Linked DNA regions of Columba livia: region 1 is linked to region 2. A link is a contact called in public Hi-C data. All regions are on one chromosome and are shown on one strand. Each heading gives the region's core, a stretch centred on a gene start, on an enhancer-like site or on the middle of the called end of the contact. The rest is flanking DNA. Distances are from core to core; before and after follow the strand shown. Region 1 overlaps RTF2 (replication termination factor 2). Region 2 overlaps LOC110356708 (a long non-coding RNA gene).

Region 1 (5,990 bases), core at 574-3,073, 330 kb before region 2:
GTGCCCAAGTTAAACTAAATATGTAGAGTTTCTGCAGACTTCTGTGCATTCATTTCTTTGCACAAGAGACTTGGCACATGCTTCATCTTTGGAGAAGATTAAATAGTTGTTCAGAAAGAGAAGCGAGGGTTGGAAACAGAGGGATGGGCATTTTCCTACCCAAATAGAAAATGATGCAGACTATTGTTATTGGTCATAAATGACTTTGCAAAGAATAAAGGGAGGAGATAGATTCCCCAGGGACAGTATGTCACAAGTTTAGCTTTTGTCATTTGATAGCTAATTTCCAAACAATACTTCGGGGTGGTGGAATACTTTCATGTTTCTTTCTTGAGACTGGAGTTCAGAGCCAGTTTTCACTCAGAGAAATAAATGTTGTCAATGCTGAATTACAGTGCAAGGCTTTACACAAACAGGAAAGAATTCCTCTCTCTCCAAGATTTCTAAATTCATTTTGAGCATAAATTCTAAAAGCTAAGGACGTGTTTGCTGTTAGGAACATGTTTGCTATTCAGTGCAATTATGGGATGTATTTGTGATAGCCCTGAAAAAATACACTTAATTGCTGTACGTGTTATTTTTAAATGCTTTTATCCATCCTTATTTAAATATTTTTATCAATTTTAAGCTGTTATTGCACGCTTCACTCTATTCCTTTTTCTCTAGCAGATAATGGAAATTCATCCGTACCAGGAAAAGTCAATAAGGCTTCTTCTACCACCAAGAGATCTATTGCGGACAGCGAGGAGAAATCTGAAGCATACAAATCTATTTTTACATCACACAGCTCCGCAAAACGTTCGAAGGAAGAGTGTTCCAATTGGGTTACTCACACAGCATATTGCTTCTGAAACAATGATGAGCCCGATCCTAACATTACTGCTTTCCTTCCCCGAGGCTTTCTCTGGACTACTCTGATACAGAACTTTTCTTGTAATCTGATATTATCTGTTATTATTCCGTTTGCAAGTTGTTTATAAACTTGTGAATAGCTAATGAACTTGTTAGTTGCAACTTCTGTTAAATAAGAAATAGAGTGTTAGAAGCCATGTTGTATCAACAAACCTCTTTCTAAAATGATGGATTATTTGCACAAAAATGTCTCTTTTCTCCTCCTGGTTGGATGCTGTCATTCTTCATCACACGAGTTGGTGTCCTCAGTAGTACGAGTGAGGGCAGCAGGATCTGCCTCCTGTCCTCTGCTGCTGAGCTGAGCCACAACTGTAATTATAGCGTTCAACATATTAGTAGAGAAATTTAAACCTTTTGAAACTTTCTGACAGTCAAAAGAGCAATAACGCTTGTCATTTGGACCAGCTAACTGGGCCCTCAGTAGAACTAGTTTGTTTCTTAAAGGTTCTGTAGGTGTTTTCAAGTAATCTGCCTTTTGATGGAATATATGAAAGCATAATCTTGAAAGCATCTGTACAACATTCTTATTGTACTTACTGTTGTAGCCTGTTTTTGATAACAGGGTATTCACTTGTAAGTCATTATCTATAAAGACGAGCCTGTAATAGGCTATTTTTTTTCCCCAGAAGGTTTTGGGGGGTTTCTTTGTGGGTGTGGGTCTTAAAGTTAGAAGTATCAGGTCTGAGCTTGCTTTCTTTTGTCAGAGGATCAGAATACAGTGGGAGCAAAGTATGAGTTTCCTTCTCTGCTGAAACAATAAGATTCTGTGTACATCTCTGAGGAGCAATTTGCTGGTTTGAATTCAGCAGCTTACCACGAACATAGAAGCGTTTACACAGGGTGAGAGAAACCCGGGTGGTGACAGAAGAGGAGGAGGCGGATCTGCACTGGCTTTTTGGGGAGAAACGACGGGGCAGCAGCGTCAGGCGAGTCAAAGCCCTGGTGGCCGATGGAGGGAACCCCCAGGGCTGGAATGAGCTGCCCAGGACGTTTCTCTTTCGCTTCTCAGGCTGCTGAAATGTGCTGCTTTCACAACATCTCTAGTACACATTGTTTTATTTTCTGACATAAAATTCTTAACAGCAAACAACTTTTTGACTGTTAGTTGCTTGTTACAGAAAGATGCTAAGCATAGTATGTCGCTCAGTTTTATCCCCGCGATGTTGATTTAGATAGAACTTGCTTTTGTCTTATGGCCATAACACTTCAATTGAATAGTTACACATGTGCTTAATTTGTCAGCATTAGAACAGAATAACCTTTTATGGGCTTTCCTTTGGCCCTTTTATTATTAGCTTTTTTCCAAGCACAGGAATCCTTTTAAAATGTTAATGTTCCATAGCAAGGATTTAGTGGCTGAATATTTGAATCCAATAATACCTACATGAAATAACTAGAGGGAGAGATGGAAGCTTTTCACCTTCCTTTCTTCATCTTTTAAAATTAAAATATGCTTTTATGATCCTGGCACAAACTAACCAGAATAGAAATGCAGAAAGTAGGAGGCTTTTAAAACCACTGCATGATGTTACATTGTTACTTTTGTGTGTGAAAATGATTAATTATCCTCATAATTTATTTTTAAAAGTGTCCCCGTTTATAATTGCCAATAGTTAACTGGAGATTCAAATGCTGTGTTTATATTTGCGTAGGTGGTCTCCGTGTTTCAAACATGTTGAATGAAACTACTAGGATTTTATTGCTATTTTGATAGGTATAATTAAAAATTGGCTTGTTGTGGAATTTATATAGTGGTAAGCATTTTTGTTTCCCACAGATGCGAATGCGTATACACAGCACATCAAACAGTTTGAGGTTTACTTGAGCTTCCAGGAAGCGCTCAGCCACATTTTATATGCACGTCTAGTAATCACCTTTGTTCTCCCTGTTCTGTGTTCTTTTCATTATTAACCTTTATTATTTGTTAGTTACAGATAATGAAATTACTGCACTAAAAGATAGACTATAGTAGGCCCTTTATTTGCGGTCTAATTCTCTTTTGACAATAGATGTTAAAGCCCTATTAGTGTTTTATAGGAGTGCGCTGTTCTCTTTAAATCAGTTATAAATCCTAAGGGGAATTAATGCTTTTGATTTAGCTATTACTTTGCTAAAGAATATAAGAAAACATAATACGCAGTTTTTCTTCCCTTTTCTTGATAATATATTGGGCCAAGTCCAGCCTGCTGACTTGGTAACAAGCGTTCTTGCTCATTAGGGCATAATAGTGACTTATTTTTTCAGTTTAACCTGCTCATTTATTAAAATAAGTTCATGATTACCGTGATTTGGTTAATGTGCTGTTTCTTCGTACACACTTGGGTTTATTTTCTGGAATTGATAGTTTGCGCTATGGCACTTTGTTAGGATTTTGTTTGGTAGTTTACCATCCTCCCTCTGTGGAGAGAATTCTTGAAATGTTTATGGTTTATAGAAATGTTGTCAGTGACTGATGAGGTCTTTTCCTTCCCTTTACAAAAAACAGCTGTGAAGGAATGTGATATATTGTTGGCATGTGATGCAATTCATCGCCACAATTGACTTTTGTTAATGTAAAATAGAGGAGCAAAAAAGCGGCCACTTGTGTTGTTGGCAGGCTGGGTTAGGCAGTTGGGGCTGGAACGTTGACTTGGCAAGTTTTAATACATTCAAGCGAATAGTTTGCTGGAGGATGTTTGCTTTGTTGTGGTTTGCTTTTTGTGGGGGAGGGCAATTTAATTTTCTTTTAACATAGGTGAATTTGAATGTTGGTGAAAGTTGAAGACTGCGAGAGTCTTAGAATCTGAAAGCTGCGTTTTTTTGAGATGCTGCATTAGTCTTGTATCCATGTGTCTCTGTTCTGGGGAGTTCACGCAGCAGTTAGTTCTGTTTCCATGATGTTCAAGCCCTGGCCTCTCTTCTGAAGAGCCTAAAAAGGACCCAGTTAGTGTCAGTTGTATAATAGCGGCATCTTTTTGTGCGTATCTGGCCCGCAGGTTCCACATCACAAGTGGAAAGGGACTGGAAAGTTCTGTATCCTGATTTCCCGCCGAGCTGTCCGCCTGCCTGCACACTTGCATTCTGTCCTTTCTGTGTCGATGCCTCTAACACTGAAAACCTGAGGCTGTTTGCACATTCAGACTTGGCAGAGATGAGCCCGATATCAGTGTTTAGCTAAATTCCCTGGTCCCCCAAATTCAGATGTTGAATTTCATGCTGTGTCACAGGCCGTCCTGTGAACTGCCTTGTCCCCCATGATCCGTGACACTGTGGAGCAGCTGCTGACCCAATGTGTGCCGGCCTGTGTCACCTGCTCGTCCACAAAGAGAACTGGAGCTGTGGAAACCAGGGTTTTGTCTTCCCAGTGAACCTTCCACACCTTGAACCTTGCACCGAGCATCCTGGAGCTCACAAAGGTGGTTTTGGGGGTGGATTGCACTTTCCTGGTTCCTGCACGCCCATCCCTCTGCAAGGACATGGCTCTCGGAGCTCTTGACTCTCCAGCCATCTTCCACAAAACCTCTAAGAACAGTATGTCTTCAAGGCTTTTGTATCTCTGTGAATCTTAGTTGAAATTAAACATTCAATTATGTTGCTGATAAAAGTTAAGAGTATAGCAGCCCTGAATCTCCAGAAATACTAAAATCCTTCAGAGATGCAGCAGCACCCCCAAGAGCCGTTGGGGAAGCAGAGTTGAAGCGGAGGAACGGGTGGGATCTGTTCTGGAAAGACGGGAATTTAGTGACATCCCTGTTGGTGTTTAGTGACTAGTAAAGCTTGAAGGGACACGGTTCATCCTGTCGGGGTATTTTAAATATTATTTCCCTCAACTATTTTTTTTTAAGTAATCGTAGAACTATCTTCTCTCTAATGGGGATACATGCAGTGAGAGGCGTGCAGTGGGAAAATACACGCGGTTTGCTAAGATGATTGGGAGGTTTTACTGGAATTTCTATACCTCTCTGCTTCAGTCTCCAACCTCCTTGCCATGAGATCACCACATGCCTGTCAAATTGACCAAAAAAAGCATAGAGTTCTCTTTAAAACATGCTTGTTAGATGAAAATATTTCTTATTAATGTCCTATTCTTAGCTAAACTGAACGCACACAATTGTCTTCAAGTGCCCTGTCTTGCTCACTTTGCAGCCCAGACGCCAGTTGCAGTTGGTGTATTCTGCTCGAGATTCAGAACTACAGTGACTCTGCCAAATAGTTTCTTAGTTGCATTTAAAAATAAAAGGGCTGTTTATACATTACAATCCACAGAGGGGCTGGAATCAGTACGTCCTAAGATGAGTACAAATCATAGACAAAAAGTGTTTTGTTGGAAGGCTTCACAAATATGGAACCGATTACTGCTAGACAGCGCAGATTTCCTTCTGTAAAATAGAACTGATATAATTCCTTCCTGACAGCTAGAAATTATAATTGAGTTGGGTTTTTTCTGTGTTTTCAGTTTTAACAACCTTCAAAATGAGCAAGAGGGATGGAATCCCGATCCATCTGCAATTGATGGGAGTTCTGCCTGCAAGCCAGGGTTTTAATCTAAATATCCATCCAACTGCCCGGTTGCTGTGGAGGTGCTGCTAACAATTTCATAGCTGTGGTTTTGTCAAGCGTTTAACTTCATGTGGATTAAAATTTTTCCTACAGGTCAGTGGCAGCAGTTTGCAAATTACCCACAGATCTTTTTTGGGGGAAGAACCAATTTCACTGTGACATGGAATAAAATGGAATTCTGAATTGTCGCCCTACCAGCAGAACTCAACCTTTGTGTAGTATTCGTGACACGTCTAAGAGGTTTTCTCAAAAGTTAAGGGTGTGAGTTGATGGGCAAACAACCCCTTCCCCTCATAGAACTTTCTCCATCTTCCAGGCCACCTCCTGAATTCCACAGCATTTTGAGTCAGGTTGGGTTCATCACTGTACAGATTACTTGTTTTTCTCCCTACGTGGCAATTTTTTAAAAGCGGAGTTGTATCCTCAGTGGAGAACATCAAAATGATCCATCACTTTCCATGTTACAGGTAGGAAGGTGTTGCCATGTTCATTCTCTGATCTTGGATGGATGTTTAGTCTTTCACTCCCTCCTAAATTAT
Region 2 (6,292 bases), core at 2,412-4,911:
TTTCTAACTGTGTTTAACGCCATGTAAACTGAATTTTATTTGATGTTTTGACTAGAAATTCTTCTGCTTAGGGGTCATATTAGAGATATGTTAACTGTTAATCATGAAGAACAACAGTGTCAAGAGGATAATTTTTTTCTAGGTTTCATATGATTACATTATTATAAATATAAGGAAAAAGTAACAACATGAACTTTTTATTAGCTTTGACTGATGTAAAATGGCTTTCTCTTGAAAGTGATGAATCTGATTATACATGAATCTCCTGAGCCAAAGTATTCTTACTGTATTTCAAACAATCTTGTGATTGTCTTAGATTTTAATAATGTTAGTAGTTATTTGTCCTTGTGCAAATAAAAGCGTATTGCAAGCTTTCAACCCATGCTAACAACAGTAGGACACAGATATATTGATATAAAGGAATGATCTTTAAAATTTTCTGATTTCCAGACTTTGGCAACAGCCAATTCTTTATGACATATCAAAACAATCTGTCTTATTTACCTTTTCGGGTCACTGTAAAAGCAGCTTGTGAGCCCCAAATGCTTGTGAAGCACCCTTTAAAAATCAGTGGTATAGGACAACACGATGCATGAATCTGATTTTCCTTATGCGAGAGCTGAATGTCTCACTCTTCTAAAGGCTAGCAACTTGGATCAAGTTATAAGAGGAAAAAATCAATTGAAGAGTTAAGGGTGGTGCGCTGAGAGTTGTCCAGAAAAAAACAAACAAACAAACTAGTATGTAAAAAAATTAACGGTTTTGACATTTGTTTTCGATTTGTCACAGAATGATTTAAAAAACAAAACATGAATAGAAAGAATGAGACATCCCAGAATAACCGACATCCAGTGACTAGGGTATTTACTTGGGCCGTGTCCAAGTAGTGCTTTATGGGGTTTGGAGCAGACATCTGACATAATGTTTTCAACATTATTTTGGTCAGATTCAAGTTTGGGCTCTGGAGTGGGTTGAAAAAGAGCCTGCCTGGAGTCCTGTACTTCATAGGTGGGACTCCGTCACCAGGCTGTTTCATCACTCAATCTCTCTTTGGTCTAGAGAATTTTATTTATTCTTTTTTTAAACAAAGTAAATTAGCTGTATAGAGAACAGCCAGACAATTATGCTGTTGCTTTTGGTAGGGTGCTATCATATATTTGGGTATTTTTCTGACTTTGGAAATGAATAAAGTAACATCCACATTTCTGCTTCATTCTTATTCAGAACAGATTTTTCTCATGGAAATATCTGAACCTGCCTAACTATACTTCCATGAAATCCAATATATTACCTTTTAAAATTTTATTTTGGGCAAGTTGGCTTTTTCTGATAGCAAAAAATACTTTGGCAAAAAATACTTTGTCTGAAAATTGCCAACCATCTTCTCTGAGCTGAGACCTACCTCTGTATTGTACAAATGTGAGGCATTTACCTTCAATATTTTTGTAGGTGTAAGAAGAGATCACAAGTGAAGTGTGGTCTGGGATGATAGAATCTGTGTGTGTAAATTTGGGGGAACTTCGTAAGGAATGTGTAGAGTAAAATATAAAAAGCTCTTGATAATGTCTCCCAGCTCATACAGAAGTTAAGTTAAATTCAGTATGTAGGAGAGAAAAATCAGAAAATGTATTGGGTTGAAATTTAAATTCTTCTCCTTTGCTTTTCAAACATGGGTCTTTCAATCCTTTCATCCTTGTTCCCAGTCCCACTCTGAATCTCATCAGGCTCCACTGGACACACACGTTCAGCGTCTCTTTCTGGTTTAGCCTGTGCTCCTGCCAGCCTCCCACTATTTTATATTCCCTCCTCCCTGCTCTGTCTTACACCTGGCTGAGCACCCTTGGGTGTCATTGACTAAGAACTGAGACTTGCAAGTGTCCCAGGGGAATCTAAAGGTGCGTGTAGAGGTGCAGAGCACACGGCAGCTTTCCCCTTGCCTCAGCACTCTCAGGTCGTTAATCAGAATGGTTAATTTTAAACACACTTACCATTTCTGCAACTGGTTATGGGAAAACTGATTACTGGGTTAATGGCCCTACTTGAAAACAGTTATCCCATTACTGTAGATTAAATCAATCCAGTGCAGCATGCCTTGTAATAAAGCGTTATTACAGAACATGTATACAGTCAATGCCTTGTTTTCCTAGAAGAATAAAATGGAAATATATTTTGCATCAGACATTAAATGGGGCTTGTCCAGTTCCTCAAGCAGTTAAATGACATTGAGCAATATTGGGGGTAGCTTTGTTTGATGTCATGTGTGCCTCTCAGCTCCATTCCCTTTATAGGTTCAGTATCCATAATTTTTCACTTTTAACATTCATTTCTGAAGAATTGAAATGTCTAGGAAATGAATGCCATGCAGGGACAGCAAAACTAGCTAAGTCATCTCCAGCCCAGGATTTGGTATAGCTGTGCTAATTCACCTACTGAGAATTAAAATAGACTAATTACCTACTGAGAAGCAGAATTTATTGGCTCTGGTGCTAGTTTCTCGTTCTGCTCCTAGAACCTGGTCTGGCTTGTTTTGAGCTAACGCAGGTTGTCTGAGCAGGTGCTGTTCACACTTCCTGTAATTTAGGAAGCGCTGGGTGATGCTCTATTTTAGATGAAATACATAAACAAGATTCGACTGACTTCTGGTCAGTGGAGATCTTATCACACCTCATAGTCTGGTTCCCTAGGGAAACTACTTACACAATCTTATTATTTATCTGACCCAGTTTTCAATATGCTGACACATTTGTCACAAGTTACATAGATGTTTCAGAGATACTATGTCCTTACCAGTTTTGCAAGAATTAGCACCTACGCAGAGGAAGGAATCCTTTTTAGTGCACCCACTGAGGAACAAGGGAGAATCCAGCAATTATTCATTGTGTTTGACAACAGTGAGCCATTCGACTGATTTGCACATTGTTCTGATGATATTCTTTGGCAAAACCACTGCTTTATTTGCCTTCCAAATTAAAAGAAAAAAAGTCAAGAGATGGCTAGGGGAAAGAGGCCAAGGCATGCTAGGGTACTCCCCAGAAAATAAGAGATACTGTGTGTTTTGGGGAGGCTGGAGGGGCAAAGGAGGCTGGAGGCATCGCAGTGGGATGTGATAGAGGATAGCTGGGCTTATTCCAGCAGGGAGGTGTAAGAGGTGTAACATAAATCCATAAAGAATCAAGCTTCATTTGTTCCACATTTCAGGGAATAATTTGTTAGGAAAATATTGAGGCCTTAATTTTGCTATTTTGGATCCATTTACATGCTGGTTGAACCCTTCTGCTATTCCGTGTATCAGTTGTAGCTGCTGCACCGCCTTGCTGTTACACAGCAGGCATCTGCTGTTATGTGACCTGAAAAGATCATTATACTGGCTTTATTTGCTGTGCATTTAATAAAGTTGTAGCTGTTGTGACTATAACTCATGACTCCCATGTCATTCCACAGTGGCGTAACCAGTGGTTCAGCATTCCAGGAACAGCAGTTCAAAGGGACGGACGAGGACTCCAACCTATGCCAGAACATTGCGACTTTTATTACTCCTCCCGCACTCCTCTGGTAGGAGGATCCATTCCCTAGCTGGGGAGCTGAGAAGTACAAAGCATCCTTAGACCTTGTAGTGCAAAATGTAAGAAGCGATGTTATCTGCAGAAAGTGGACTTTAGATTCTATCGGCGCACATTTAGCATAAAGCATTTCCTATGGTAATGCCTCTCACTTTCCCAGACTTTTAAAGGCTCCAAGTGGCACAGAGGCTGCAGACCTCTTTGTAATGTTAATGAATCATCTTAATGGACTGTTTTAGCAGACACATTCATCACCTTTTGTACCACAACGATTTTTTTTGTTATACTTAAATGGTTAAGTAGGCAATAAATGCCTATCAGACCAACCACTATGGTCTAGTAATCCACCTCGTCATAAATCACCAGTGGATTATTATTGTCCCGTTTAATTAACACTCCTAAGGGATTCTATCGTTGGATAGACTTTCACCTTGCACTAAGCAGGCATTAACATTTGAAATAAGAAAAAGTGTGTTTATGTGAAAAGTGTTAATCAGTGTGACCTGGAGCTGGTAGTGGTGGGTTGGGTGAAATATGTGCCTGTGTATATGGTGGCAGTTCCTTACATCAGTTTTCAATGGAAGCTAAAATCAGAACTATGGAATACTTATCTAAGTCATAGCAAATGATAGCTTCAGTATCATTTGTATTGGATCTTACAGATATTTGGTTGGATTTGGTTGTAAATAGCAGCTTTAAATCTTTTTATTGCAGGAGTTAGGAAGGTAGCGTTTTTGTGAGTGTATGTTTTGTGTGTAATATGGGTTGGTTTGTGGTCCAGTTCAGTCTGAAGTGTTTTTAGAGGACTAGATCAACCCCTTTTTCTGCAACAAAAGGTGAGAGGGGAAGTCTGATCCTTTTGCTCCTCTGTGAACTCTTTTCAGACTTCACAGCCAGAAAGAGTAAGCGAAGCAGCAAGAGTTCCTGGGAAAGGCAGTGGGTCCATAGGATTCGATGCTCTTTGCAGAACAATCCCTACAGTTCTTTTGCAAATGGAATTCCCACAGTGGGACACAAGCTTGATACAGGATCACTCTCAATATACAAACATTTTTGTACCTAGTACAGCTCATTGCTGGTTTTTTTCTCTTGGCAGAGTATAAAGATGGCAGCTTTTTTTTTTTTTTTTCCTTTTTTTTTTTCCTCTCTCCTGTAATCCAATTTACTGCATTTACTAGTAATTTCCTCATCTTTTGTCAGGAGAGAAAGATGTTTGAAAAAGGCTCTTGTTAAGGCAGTGTTTCCCATCCATGAAATCTTATCCTGCTTTCTTTGATTTTGTTACATTCGTAATACTAGTAGCGCACTTACCAACTGCACATTCTGTGGATACCAACACTAACAGCAGTTATGTGAGATAACAAAGTGCTCAATTTCCATTTTACAGACAGAGGAACTAACATATAAATCTGCAGAGATTTTCTGAGGTCTTTGATTCACCAGCAGTAGCATAGCTCAAGGGACCCTGTTTCTTGTCTGCACACAAACCTGGCAGGCACATCCCTTTCCTCTTGGCATTTTTGTTAAATTATTTCCTAGTGTGGACTCCTGGAAATTAAGGAACAAATAAAACTGTTAAGTGGAACGCAAACACACTAAATCTTTTCAATTAAGAGACTGAATCTCTTAGTATAAATTCATTTCCTGAAACAAAACTCCAATTATGTAAGACTAATTCTTTCCTCTAAGATTGCATGGATTTATTGACTAACAAAATCTTCTGTTGCATAAATGGAAAAGTGCTGTTTAATGTAGTCTGCTGACCAGAGGCTAAACCATAGCATTAGCATTTTCACTGGGGATTTTTTGTTTCAGTTGCACACTAATCTGTCAGTTTTTATTCTATTTGTAACAAAAAAGGTGTGAAAGGCCTCACAACTGAACATGTGGGAAACAGCACAAAACACTAGAGGAGTTTGAACAAGACGCGGAATTAAACTGAACTTTTAAAGTGTTTGTTGTTATTGCATGAAGAACTGCAGTGACAAAGTAAGAATATGTTATGTGTGGGACAGAATTGTGGGGAGGTATGTGTGCATTGATCTTACAATAGATTTTTCAGATCATTTAACAGAGATGCACAAAACCCACACAGTTTCAAGCGTAGGCACGTCCTGAGAAGAATCTCCTTCATTCCCTCCAGACACACCCTGCTAATTAAATCCATCATTGCCTAGCAGTAAGCCCCAGGGTTCAATCTTTTCTAGAGCACTGTTTCTATCCAACATTTTAGCTCATAGAGCGGGCAGCCAAGATTTCATGTCTCTGCATATAGTAGGACTCATGGCCAATATTTCCTACAGTTTCCTCCTCTCCATCCCAATGTGGATACATAATGGCTTGGGGTTTTGTTTTGTTTTGTTTTTTTGATAGGTAAAACTTAAATGTTCCTTTTGGATTACTTTCTTTTATCCTAACGCAATAACCTCTATGAGGGTGGCAAGTTAAAGTAATAAAATCAGGAATCTGTACTCCATGTAGCTCACTGGCCACGAGAAACTGCAGCAAGGATGGATATTGAATGACTTCTATAGTCCAGCCAGGTTTTATCAGAACAGGTCATCAACCTGTAGGCCGCCCAAACCTGTTCCACTGCTTCCCCATTGATTAAATATCTGGAGGCATTTACACGTGTATCAAATTCTCCATAATCTATTTTATCTTAATCACACCCAAGTTCTTTTTCAAGCTAGTGCAAAAACATTCCCTCCAGTGACGAGAAAACATGGTAT

Evidence for each region. Hi-C and Micro-C count contacts between places; a contact is called where the count stands out from the background.
Region 1: a Hi-C map of crop shows a contact between it and region 2, with 3 times the contacts expected there. The contact joins two enhancer-like sites. A contact is called at or near these places in 2 of 2 Hi-C or Micro-C datasets (crop and liver).

The regions. Positions count from the first base shown.
Region 1 is chr16:11,142,039-11,148,028 of bColLiv1.pat.W.v2, reverse strand. RTF2 (replication termination factor 2) reads left to right here. Exons shown (of 9, transcript XM_065032466.1): 9 at 670-3,199. The coding sequence ends at 851. Among named protein-coding and RNA genes, the nearest start is that of TFAP2C, 25 kb to the right of the region's middle. Within about 2 kb of position 1,823, at least 1 of the 3 cell types and tissues checked has an H3K27ac peak away from gene starts, as active enhancers do.
Region 2 is chr16:10,816,715-10,823,006 of bColLiv1.pat.W.v2, reverse strand. All of the region lies in intron 3 of LOC110356708 (a long non-coding RNA gene), which reads left to right. Among named protein-coding and RNA genes, the nearest start is that of BMP7, 12 kb to the left of the region's middle. Within about 2 kb of position 3,661, at least 1 of the 3 cell types and tissues checked has an H3K27ac peak away from gene starts, as active enhancers do.